Linked DNA regions of Anser cygnoides: region 2 is linked to region 1. Evidence: chromatin contacts called from public Hi-C data. All regions are on one chromosome and are shown on one strand. Each heading gives the region's core, a stretch centred on a gene start, on an enhancer-like site or on the middle of the called end of the contact. The rest is flanking DNA. Distances are from core to core; before and after follow the strand shown. Region 1 overlaps SLCO2B1 (solute carrier organic anion transporter family member 2B1). Region 2 overlaps STIM1 (stromal interaction molecule 1).

Evidence for each region. A called contact is a pair of places that touch in the nucleus more often than the background predicts.
Region 2: a contact with region 1 is called in a Hi-C map of liver, with 6 times the contacts expected there. The contact joins two enhancer-like sites. A contact is called at or near these places in 2 of 7 Hi-C or Micro-C datasets (both in liver).

The regions. Positions count from the first base shown.
Region 1 is chr1:211,577,049-211,583,285 of Taihu_goose_T2T_genome, forward strand. The region is part of intron 1 of SLCO2B1 (solute carrier organic anion transporter family member 2B1); the gene reads right to left. Among named protein-coding and RNA genes, the nearest start is that of SLCO2B1, 4.0 kb to the right of the region's middle. Within about 2 kb of position 1,558, at least 2 of the 3 cell types and tissues checked have open chromatin away from gene starts, as enhancers often do. A contact at or near this core is called in liver, where this site is marked.
Region 2 is chr1:212,131,021-212,137,184 of Taihu_goose_T2T_genome, forward strand. All of the region lies in intron 2 of STIM1 (stromal interaction molecule 1), which reads left to right. Among named protein-coding and RNA genes, the nearest start is that of STIM1, 29 kb to the left of the region's middle. Within about 2 kb of position 3,426, at least 2 of the 3 cell types and tissues checked have open chromatin away from gene starts, as enhancers often do. A contact at or near this core is called in liver, where this site is marked.

The DNA of each region.
Region 1 (6,237 bases), core at 308-2,807:
TCAAACCAGCGCTGTGCCTTGACGAAGCAGAAAATTGCTTCCTCATGTGCCTGCAAGTAGACTCGCAAGAAATTTGCTCCTTCCATGAAGCATGCAGGGACTTTCCATGCTCAGCAGCAGGGTTCAGGAGACCAGCGAGGTGCAAGTGTGAGCAGGTCTGATGGGCAGATCCATCAGCTGATAGTCTTCCAGCTTTGAATGAAGGGTTTGTCCTCAGAACCCACAAAATTGCAATTAATTACAGCCTTGCTTGCCCAACACCTCATCACCAGCCCCAGAGACCTGCAGAGTGGTTGTGGAGCCTGCCCAGAGACGTGCTGGGGTCTCCCCCTTGGAGATCTTCAAAAGCCAACGTGGCTCTGGTTGTCCCTCCTCGAGCAGGGCATTGGACCAGAAGGAGCCAGAGGTGCCTCCAACCTCAAGCATTGTGATGCAGGGGGCTGTGGTCGGGGATTAAGCCCCATCTGTACCGAGCTTCCTTAGGTTATCTCATAGACCTCTGCAGCACGGCTTAAGATGTTCCCTCTATCCCCAAACCAACCATTTTTTGACACCAGGGCAGCAGAAGTACCCCCAAACCTCCCAAACACGACTGATTTCTCTGGGAGTTGCACAATGATCCTGGCTGTGACAGCAGGGGACAAGGTCGGTGACACCCCAGTCACGTCCTGCTCCTGGGGACATGACCCTGTCCTAATGCCTTTATTCATAGCGGCACAGCTCTTGTTAGCTGAACGAGGGACAGCATGCACTGGGCTCGGCAGAGCTTCAGTAAATAACGGCAAATGCAACACAGCAAATTAAAGCCCAGCGGGGAGACCAAATGCCAGCAAATATCCCGTTATTTGTCTTCTTACTGCTGAATTTCTAGACAATTTACACTCAGCAGTGGTAAAACAGGAACAGTGTCAGTGTGCTTGTGAGTGTGCCTGTGTTAGACGGGAAGCTGGTTCAGAAAATGTGGGTGGGAAGACGTTTTATAACACAGCATGAGGAAAAGGCATTGTGTACACATCGTCCCCTCCTTGGAACAAGACCGAGGGAGGAAACGGATGTGTGGCTGCGCCCCAAAGCTGCATCCATCTTGCACCACCGAGCTAAAAGAAAGTGAAAATGAGATCAGCCCAGCCCAGTGATTCTTGTAATGGGATGTGTCAGGGGTGACACATGGCAGAGAGCACCCCAGAATCAAAGATAAAAGGAAACGTGTTACTAAGAAGTACAGAATTTAGAAGAACAAACAGAAAATCTGTGCTGAAAGCTGAGACATGACCAGGGGTGCTGAGGGACCAGGCAGGTTCCAGGACCCATCCCCATCCCCCTCTGACCTGAACAGGGTGACACCCAGGTCCCCAGGTTTGTGACAAGGGGATGCTGGAGCCTTTTTGGAGGCTCCTCACCTGCCCCAGCACTGCAAGGCGTGGGGAAGGGCTTGGAGCTCGCCTGGCCGTACCGAAACGGAGACGGGAGTGCTCACCCCACCTCCAGGGAGAAAAGTCCTGACTGCAGTGTGGCACCCTCCATGCCACCCCAAAAGATGCAGGGGGGGTCTGCCTGTTATGGGTGGCTGCTTCTCAGAGAGGATGCGGATATTCCCGCAGCTTGCCAGAGGCAGCACATCACCCCTGCGCAGGGCAGGGACTGTCCCCACGAGACTTTTGTGGTTGTGAGCACCACCGTCACAACCTCAGGACCGAGAGAGTTTCCATTGCGTGGGCTGAGGTGGAACCATCACCTGCGAGAGGGGAAGGCACCGCAGAGCAGAGGGAAGGGAATGCAGAGGCTGCAGCAGGAGAGGGGAGGCCTTGCAGCTGAGATCTCCAACCTCAGCAAATTACATCAACGATGAGGCCATGTGCAATCAGAGCCGCCCCTCGCAGGGTTTCATCTTCAAGGGCTCTGGAGCATCTGGGTCAGGACCCTGCAGCCCCCCGCTGCCACCACGCTCCTGCTGCTTCCCAAGCTCTCCTGCTCCGTGCAAAAACCGAAGCCTCGTTGAGCCTCGCCGCAGCTCCTGCCCTTGCTTATTGCAACCGCCAGCCACGTGAACTCTGCATTTGTTTGTGCTGGCGGTTTTACCGGGGTGAGTGCAGATCAGCTCAAGGACACGCAAGGCAACCACCACACAAGGCTTTTCATGTTTAACTTGTTCCCTGGAAGGTTTTAGGCAGCATGTTGAATAATCGATCCTCTCATCTGGATCGTGCCAGACAGCAAAGATGCTTTGCAGTCCCTTACAGGGAGACAAACAGATGTGGTATGTGCCACAGCACGGTGATGTCTGGTGTCCTGGCTGGGGATTTTCTATTTTAACACCACCTCCTGTGTGCTTAGCAAGGAAACACACCCTCCTCCAAGCAGCTGGAGACCCAAGGGTAGGAGGAAAGACAAGGAGTGAGGTGTGAAAATCCTTTCCCACCAGGGAGCTGCCTTTCCTTCTGCAAACACAGTGCCCGAGTCTGCAGAGAAACACCTGCCGACAGCAGGCTGGAGGAAGGTGATCCCAAGCCAGAGTTTTCCTAATTTGGGTTTTTTAAACCATTTATATATTTCTGATTGAAGCCCTGGACTTCTCTGAGGCTTGGGCAGAAGGAAAGACCGAGAAAAAGGCTGGAGTTTTGCTGAGTATTTACTTCTAAAGAGCTGAGTATTTATTTCTATTTGCAAGGAGCATCTGGAGGAAATGCGTGAAAGCGAGAAAAAGCCAGCATCCAGAGGGGCTCTGGATCTGCCAGATGCAGACAAGTTCCGATGAGAAAACTCGGCTTTTCAAAGGGGAAGCTATTGCAGAAGAAAAAGCTGGAGATGCTGCAAAACCTCACACCTCATATATGCATGAGCATGAGCAAGGGTTCCCTGGAGCAGTCTTCTACGAGCAATCCAGATATCATCTGCTGTGTATTATCTATAACTCCTAAAAGTGACCCCAAAGTGTCCATCACTGGTTGTGGATTTGAAGCCCAATGCTGAGCTGCACGAGGAGCACCTACACGCCAGCTCACTTGCTCCCTACCCCCTGACTTAGCCCGTTCAAGAGAAGCTCCTTTCTCCTTCCAGCTGGTCCCATTCCTCATGGATTAGCCACCAAAGCAAACCCAGCTTCTGGGGAGATTGCAGTAAGAGTGGCTTAGGGGGAATGGCACCGGCCACCCACATGCCAGAGGGATTCATCAGCAGGGAAATGCTGCTACGACAAGAACAGGGAAGTGAGAGTGGAGCTTAGGAGAAGTGAGAAATGTCCTTAGCCAGCAAAAGACAGGCTGAGAGGAGCTGCTTATAAATACCCAGGAGGAAACGCTGTGGGTGATATCATGGGGCAATGATGGGACGAGGAGCAAGGGTTGGAGCAAGGCAGGGCTGGTGGCGAGGGCAGCCCCAGCCCGGTGCAGCAACTGAGTGCTAGAACCAGCCAGGGAAGGGGAAAAAAAAATAATATTTTGGGCAAACTCAAGAAGCAGAGCTCCTCTGGTTCCAGGTGGTGCCAGGCGAGGTTTGGACTGAGCATTTGGGAGAATTTCTTCAAGGAGAGGGTGGTGGAGCACTGGGCCAGGGAGGTGGTGGAGTCCCCATCCCTGGGGGCATTTCAGAGACACGAGGACGTGGCACTGAGGGGCACGGTTTGGTGATGGGACTCGGTAGGTCAGCTTGGTGGTTGGGCTTGGTGACCTTGAAGGTCTTTCCGAACCTGATTCCATGATTCCATAAGTGCTGGGAGCATTGCCCAAGAGAAAAAAAGCTCAGCCTGGGTTTGAGTGCCTGGACGTGCCCGAAGGGTCCGAGAGGGCTCCTCACACCAGAGCAGCCTCGACAGCAGCATGCGGCCACGTCTCAGCTTGGCTGCCTCCAGGGCACAGGTTTTCAGCTCAAATTCATCTCCTCCGTGGGTCATTCGTGGCTGGTCAGGAGCCAAGCACCATCACAGGTAGGACTGCATTGTTTGAATCACGATTCAAGCCAGAAATTCCCTGCATTGATGCTGCTCTGCAGCATTGTAACACCACGGCTCCATCAGCTGGATGGTTGCTCTCGAAAAGCTGTGGTCAGCAGCTCAATGTCCAGGTGGAGATCAGCAACGAGTGGTGTTCCTCAGGGGTCGGTGTTGGGACCGGTGCTGCTTAACATTCTGTGATTCTATGATTTCAGTTTCAAAATTAGCATTTTCCAAAGCCTGGAGCTTAATGACGGGTCCCAAGGTGAGTCATGAGGCTCCCCAGCCACTCCTCAAGTCCACGTTTAGTGAGGTAAAGGCTCAAGACACCAAGTATTTGATCCGTGGGTGGCTCAGGACGTGGCACATGCAGCAGGTGCAGGATGAATCCAGGACGTGCTGCCAAACTGCAGCAAGAGCGGATGGACCAGCACCACGGAGGCACCAGGACCAAACCGGGAGCCAGGAGCTGCAGAGGGGAATTTGGGCTCCTGTTTTGGCCCAAGCAGGGTCCCAGAGATCCCTGGATGTCACAGAAGAGGCAGCACGCCCCGCATCCCAACACGGCTGGGTTGGGAGTGCTAAGGGGAGCCAGGACGAGGTGTTTCAGAGCCAGGGAACCAAAAGCGAGAAAAATGGAAGAATAGGAGAAAATGGGGAGCTGAAGAGGAATTAGAGCACGTTGCGAAACAACTAAATCACACCCAATACAGCCAGGACGATGGGAACCAGCTGGGCTCTCACAACCAGCTTAGTGCCAGCAGTTTCCCTTACAGCCCTTCACCGGCTTTTGGAGCAAACTGTCCAAAGCACAGCAAGGTTTTGGGGGGGGGGGGCCTCTGCAAACAAGGCTGCACGGCCTTTCAGCATGGCTGCGTTTCAGGGAATTGCAAAGCAGAAGGGTGCCACAAGTAGGCCCGACACATGGGCACAGCAAGGGAAGATGTTTCTTCTCCTGCTTTTCACCTTTCTGACGTCTTCCATCTGAGCACAGGACACCATAGATCAGTGCAGGGCAGAGAGTGGAAAAAAAAAAAAAAAAACACAACACGTGGTCATGAAATTTCTGCAGACAGCTGATAAAAAGCCCTTGAGAACAGATCAATATGGCTTGGACCAGTGGTGAGAAATCATATCCTGATGGGAGCTCAGATAAAGGATGCTCCATCGCCCGCTGGAGCTGTACCAGCGACCACGGGGCGAGCTGCCTCAGATGGATGCTCCAGGGGGTTATCACACACGGCCGGTGGGATGAAATATAGACGTGGATTCTGATAAGCTCCTGAAGCAGCTCAGCCCTGGCCTCTTTGTATTGCTGGGTAGCCTTGGTGCTGCCCAGCTGCTCACAACCAGCCCTGAGCATCTCTCTTTGTCTTATTTGCCCTTGTCCTTTGATTTACTCCAATGTCCTTGACTGGCATTTTGCTTCTCACCGTGGACCTGGAGCACTAAGAGCAGCAGCGCATGGTTTGGAGCCTGCCTGGGTTGGACACGAAGCAGCAGGACCTGAAAACATCACGGTACGGAAATCCCACCCATTTCCTAGCTCCAGGTTCTGCTCCAGCTCCTCCACCGTGAAGAAGATGGGGAGAAGCAGGGTTTTATTTGTGATTTGCTTGCTGGAGAAAGCCCGCGGTGCTGCTGCAAAGCGGTGCTCGCTGTGAGAGCTGCCTCGGACACACCAGGTGTGACGAGAGGAGCCGTATGCCCTTTTGGAGAGCAGAACTTCCCCAAAAGCACCAGAGGGATTCCAGGGTTCATCCTCGAGGTGTATCACGTGCCTCTTGAGCAAAAAGAAACCAGCTCAGCACGGGAGGGGTAACAGGTTTTACAGCTTCCGTGGCTGGACAGAGATAAGGGCTGAAAGCATCTGCTCCTGGAAAGGGGCAGGTCTGGGGGGGACTCGTCCCCAGGGGGGTGACGTTCCCCCTCCAGCCAGCACAGCCATCCCCATTGTCCCCGTGCCCAGGGGGAAAATTCCAGCTGAAAGCTGGCAGGAGGAGCAAACGCAGGCACAAACAGCAGGGCCGCACGAAGCACCGCGCCTTCTCCCGGCGTTTTGGGTCTCCAGGGAGGACGGGCTGGTGCTACAGCTGGAAACCAGGATGCTCTCGGGATTTAAGGGACCGCACAAACCACCTCCACCGTTTGCAAGCCCACAAAGAAGCATGTTTCACCCCAGAAGCGTGTTTTACCCCAGAGCAGTTCAGCAAGGATCTGGCCCGTGTCACCCAGTGCCCACAGGGCTTCCCCCAGGCACCTCTCACGAGCCACAAACGCCCGTCACGAGCAGCAGGGATGCAGCCAGT
Region 2 (6,164 bases), core at 2,176-4,675, 560 kb after region 1:
CTGCAGGCCCACAATAATGTCCAGCTGTGATACTGTGCTCGGGGTCTGCGCAGCCCGGGGTGCTGGTCGGGGGCAGGACAGGGGCCGACGCTGCTCCCTCTGCTGCTCTGCCCTTGGAGGAGCGAGGCCGGGGCTCCAGCTCGGCCGCAGCCCCCAGCCCTGCCAAAGTCCCTCCCCGGCTCTCATACGTTCTGTGAATTACAATTAATTACTAATGCACTCGTAACTCTGAAAATATTTTAGGAATCACCCCCTTTTTTTTTTTCGATCCTGGAATGCATCCCTTGGGCTGGGTCTCTAGAGGAAAAATCTGCGTGGTGTGTTGGTTTTTGTTCTTGTGGCTCTGGAGAGACGGAAGTTACCAAGCTTTTTTAATAGAAATCGGTCAAAAGGTATGGGGAAAGCATAACTTGTGTTCATAAAAATGCTTGTATGTACAAAAAAAGTCACCTTACATTTGTGCCACAAAGCAGAGTCTAGAAAAGGGAACAGCACTGCGTATGGTGCCATATTTTCTTTCATAATTTGCAACCCTTAGAGAAAACATTTGATCACTTCCTTGATTAAATCTCGCTTCCGTGCGGCGATGGTGCGGCCCCGCTCCCGGCGCTGCTGCTGCTGACCCGAGGAGCTCTCGCTGCCGGCCCGGAGGATGAAGCAATTCGGGCAGGAAGCCGCAAGAGCCGTGAGAGCTCTTCTGGGGCGATGAATGGGACGACAGTGCAGAGCCGGCTCGCACTGCGTGCGAGCTCTTTCCGACGGAGGTGTCCGTGGCCGCCTGTGACCAGGGTGGGCGCGGGGAGCGGGGGCGGACGTGGGCTCCCAGCGCCGCGCGTTCCCGGTGAGCGCACGCTCTGCGCCGTTCGTTCGCCCACCGGGGACGTGGGAGCCCTCCCGGCGCAGTGCCGGCCGCGAGCCTTGGGAGCCAGGCAAGGCTGCTGCCCGCCGGAGAGCCCCTCCTGGGGGAGCGTTTGTTGGCAGGTCGGGCTTCTGCAGGAACGTGGACAGAAGGTGCTTGCAGAAATCAGCACGGCATGGGATCATGGGCAAGTTCAGGGTCATGGGCAAATTCATGCCCTCCAGCCATTCCCTGGCAGTGCCCAAGCCCAAGTCCCCTGGGCAGGGAGCAGGGGGCCCTGCCCGTGGCAGGGGGGGGCTGGGGGGGCTTTAGAGCCCCTTCCAACCCAAAGCAGTCGGTGATCCAGCCTCCTGCTCAAAGCCGCTCTAGGGTCAGGTCAGACAGGGCTGCTCAGGGCCTCATCCAGCGTGTTTGGTGTACGCTTCGGCCACAGGAGCTATGTAAAAGGTGATTCCCGATTAAAGCAACGACAAATTACCGGGCTGCTGTTCCCGTGTTGAAGAGGGTGCTCGTGATGTGCCGCGGTGACCGCAGCGTGGTGGTGTCGGTGTCCTTCCCTCGCTCACAGCTCCTGCCGGCCACGGCCCTCCCGCACGGCCGGGCTGCTTCGGCCCCTGCCGCCTGCGGGGCGCGCGCAGGGCAGGGCAGCCAGCCCCGGGTCTTCCTTTTCCAGCCCTTTGCCACGGTTACCGCTGCTCGTTCCTGCCTGTCAGAGGAGAAACGTGTCTTTTTAACTACTTGGCTCCAATGTTAGGTGTCTCCCCTTCAGCTGAGCTAGTTTGCAAAACAGCAAAAAAATTAAAAAAACGAAAAAAAAATGCTGCTGTTGTTATTTGGATGAAGTGCGGGTGCTGCCGAGCCCCTTGCAGCCATATCGCCACGGGTTAACGCGAAGGAGGAGGTGGAGAGGCTTTTATTTCGCAAATGGCTGGTGCTTTCTGGTGTTGGTACTTGCAGCACCAGTAGCTATCAGTTATTTCTATCTAGAGTTGGCTGAATTGTTCCAGTTTTCGAATTACCAACAATATTAGGAGGTCTGAAATAGTTGATGAAGCTTTGCCTGCCTCCAGTGAACTTGCTTCTGAGGAACATCAGTTGTGAAGGCACGGCTGGCTGTAGCTAGTGAGCGGCTTCCCTAAAACCACGTGCAAAGGGCCCTCACCGTTTGCAGCAGTTTTAATTATTTGATTTCAATCAGCACAAAAGGGAAGGAATGCCTCAGCAGTTAATTATGCAGTTCATTATTATGAAGTAACCCAACCTCCGGCCATTTAAGCTCAGAAGAACTTTACCCAGCCTTTGGCTGATCACCTTGCAGAATGACCTGACTTGCTGTTTTCTAGCAGGTTCTAAGCAGAAGCACTTTGATTTGCAGGCTTGTGTTAAAGAACCTTTTGGTATCAGCCCAACAGAAATCCTACGCGGTCCTCGGGGCTGAAGAAAATGAACAAACATTTCTCAGGAAGGTAATGCTTGAGATCGGTCGTTGTTGACCACAGCACCCCTGCGAGGGTGCTGGGATTTGGTCTGGAGAGGTCTGAGAGCACTGGGGAAGGCAGGGTCGTACCCAAATACTCTGTCGGCGCTGTGGAAGGGAAACCTGACATCTTACCGCGAGCAGAGTAGGTCGTGTGTTGAGACAACGTGCGAGGAAGGAGGTGTGGGCGCCGCGAGGAGAGGTAGATGGGGGCTGAGGCACAGGATAACGTCGGTGTTGGGCTTCCCACCACAAGGAGAAATAAGTTTTCTTTGGTGGGTTTGGTTTCTCTCGTTGCATTTCTTTCTTTTTCTTCTTTTTTTTTTTGGAAGGGGGTTGCTGTTTTTTAAGGGGCCGGAAAGAGCAGAACGTTTGAAGAGGAGTGGGGTGGGAGGTTCGTGCTGGAGGACATTGGCTGGAAGCGGCGGTTCAAATGGCTTTGCTGCCGGTTGCAGGGAAGAACGAGGATGTTTGGAAGAACTGGGACGAAGCTTTGCTGATATTAAACCAATCAGCTGCTGTGTGGAGAAGATGGAGAAGCCTAATTGCCATGAGTGATGAAGGAATTAATTGTAGTAAATAAATGCTGAGCTTGTGCCAAGGATAGAAGCCCGTTTGTGGAAGAAATGTTGACTTTTTAATTGAGTAAGAGCTAGCAGCTGTACAGCAATGTCACTTTGCTGTTCAGTGCCTTCCTGTGCCTGACCCTAAGCTGGTGCTGGTGCCGTGAAGGTGTCCGTAGTGCTGGCGGCCTTGGTGATCACCAAGAGCTTTCTCCTGCATGCTTCAGCGCGTGGTTTTACCACGGAGGTCCTCGGAGGTCGGGGCATTCTCCAGGACCCGGCCCTGGAGGCGCTGCCCTCAGCAGGGAGGAAGCAGGTTTCTCGTGATTTCTGCCCGGTGTCTTTCTCTGAATGCTATTAATAGGTGCTGTGCTAACATTTTTGGGTGGACCTCTTTGCAGAGACACCCAAGGGCGTTGTTGCTTTCTTTAAAAGTGGGTCAAAGATCAAATGGTTTAATCTCTGGTTGTGTTTGCATTTTTTCTAGACTATTTAGTTTGAGTTAGGTACAGGTTTTCTTGCATTGTGCAAGCTGTTTAATTAAAGAAAAAAGCAAATCTTTGAACGCCTGCTAATACTTAATGTTTGAAGGTTTTCTGCTAAGAATTGTGGGTTGGATTACTCGGGCTCAGGTGAGGCAGCAGGGATCTGTGCTGCAGAAGCTGTTTGCAGTGCTTCGTGTAAACGTAAAGTGGAAAGCTCGATGGCTTCAGTGAATATTTAAATATCTGTTCCAGACGGCACTGTTTTAGAGGTGATGATAAGTTTTACAGCAGCAAGAGAACGTGAATAATTTAGTAGTTGTGAGAAACACTCCGTAGCCAATAACTTAGGCTCAGGCGAGGATCTCAGTGAAGTAGTAATTTATTCGCGATTGCAATGGCGGGCGCCCCACAAGCAGGAGAGCGCACCTACTAGTTCCAAAACACAGTTTATATACTTTTTGATGATAGGACCCTCCCCTGTTTCCCCACTGGAGTGGGTAATCCAGGTTCACAATCTATCTGATGCTTCACAGACAATGCCTGGCCTTCAGTTGCCGGCCTGTTTTTGAGATGGTAATGTTTTCTCCCCTTATCTGGCTTGACTTAACATAGTGATTTTCACCTGATTGCTCTAAGGAGTCTGGTTGTCTGCATTTTAAGAGGTCACCTGCTGAGCTTTCTTATCACTGTAAGCATATCTCAATACCACATTCCTTCCTTCTATACAATGTAACACTGCAAAAACAACATTTCTTTTCCCACAATTCCCCCTTTTCTCTTTTTATAATTTGTTGATTTTTGCAAAATTTTTTTCTCTAAGATGTAATTTGGTAGATGTCTTCCTCTTCTTCCCTTTCTTTGCTTTCCATTTCCTCTAATATCATCATCTTATCTGAGTAGGGTGGTGGATCCATGGTCATTTGTTTCAAAAGTGCAGTTTCAATTAACCGCTGGACAAGTCCCCTTACACAGGGGATAATGCAACAACCAATGGCTGTCAAAACTCCTGCTACTACAATCAAGGATGTAAATATGGACACTACCATCCCTTTCCATTTACCAGACCAAGATTCCAACCATCCTGTGATGGAAGTGTCTGCTCCTGAGTTTTCTGCCAATTCATTGGCAAGGGTGGTAAGCCCTTGCAATGCTCTAGTTACTGTGCCATCCGGGGCAGTATTGTTAGGGATAAAAGTACAACAACGGTTGCCCAGCATCACGCACACACCACCTTTCTCCGCAAGAATCATATCTAATGCTATTCTGTTTTCCCAAGCCATTTTGCTGGTGGCATCTAGTTGTTCAGCGATTCCTCTTATCGCATCTCTTGTATAGTTTATGAATCTCTGCTGATTATAATAGATATAATTAATCCAATCCACATTTTTATTAATTGTTACCCACCAGAACAGTGACTCAAACCCTGCAGCAATTTGATTCCTGGCTTTATGTTCATCAGGAACTCCTCTAGGCACCCCTATAGAATCTATGTATACTCTATCATCAAATGATATTCCAAAGCCTCTTTTACTTCTTCTGGGTATCTGTGATGTTTCACTTTCAAATGCCAGGGTGAAGGGTATAGCTAATTGAACAAGTGCACAAGTGCCTCCCCAGTTAGATGGTAGGGTGGACCGTAAGATCTTCCCTCCATAGTACCACCAGAGATCTGCCCTGGGGATCTCAAGTCTGGAGCAGTTTCCCATCAAGTCCTCAGTAGCATTCAAGGTCCTCGTGCACAAGGCAAATTCTCCCAGATGCCAGGTAGCACTCACAGCCTGCCGTGAGAGGCAAGCTGTATGGTTACCTATAGCTGTGGAGAATACAGGGGGAACCCTGATATTGCTATCATGCGAGGAAGGGAATAGTAAAGAGAGAGACTTACAGGCCTCATTTCCCCAGGCAGTCTTTTCTTGGTACAATGCAATCATACATCGCATCCCTCGGGAGTCCTTGGTCCACCCCAGTGGGCAGGGCACTATCTGGGCAATCAGTCATCCCGAGGCACAAGCATAGCAATTGCTATGGTTGAGACTCTGGACAGTATATTTGACCCATTCTATCCAGGCATTCACATCCCCATACCCTGTTTCAATCTCAAATGTTTGAACTGCCGCATTTCAAAGAAGGCCTCCTGTTTTCTCTCCTGTTTTCTCCTTGAGTTTCTCCCTTTCTCTGATGGCAATAGAGGATCGTTTCCATACAGCTATTCTCAATCTGGCTGTTGGGTCTCTACCAGTTATTTGTTCCCTCTGCTCAATTGTCGTTGGGCATTTAAATCTCCACAAGCTAACACCTCACAAGCATCAAACATGGCAGATTGTGGTACATAACCCTCTGTCACATTCACCCATATTTTTATGGGGTATCCCATCTTACTATTATCTGGTCATGCCTTTTCCAAGTTGCCAATTGACCAAGGCTTTCTCTGAGGCCTATAATCACTAAAAACAAAATTAATAATTGATTTTTCCCTGTCATTATTTTTAAACCTTAGGTTTCCAAATAATTATCAATACAAAGAATAAGATATACACTACTACCATAACAAACCCCCCTTGGGAACACTTCAATTCACTATAGGCCAGTCCTTTCTCTCAATCACAAGTCACACTCATTAGTTACCTGTGAAAATAAAAGGTTAGTTTACAATCGCAAGCTCTTATCCCGCTCAGAGTCCACTATGAGATTTTTCTCTTCGATTTCAGCTTCCAACAAGTCTTCTGTAGGAACAGCTTCCCAGGTACTAGGGTCGATGGATGCCTTCACTCGAGTATAGT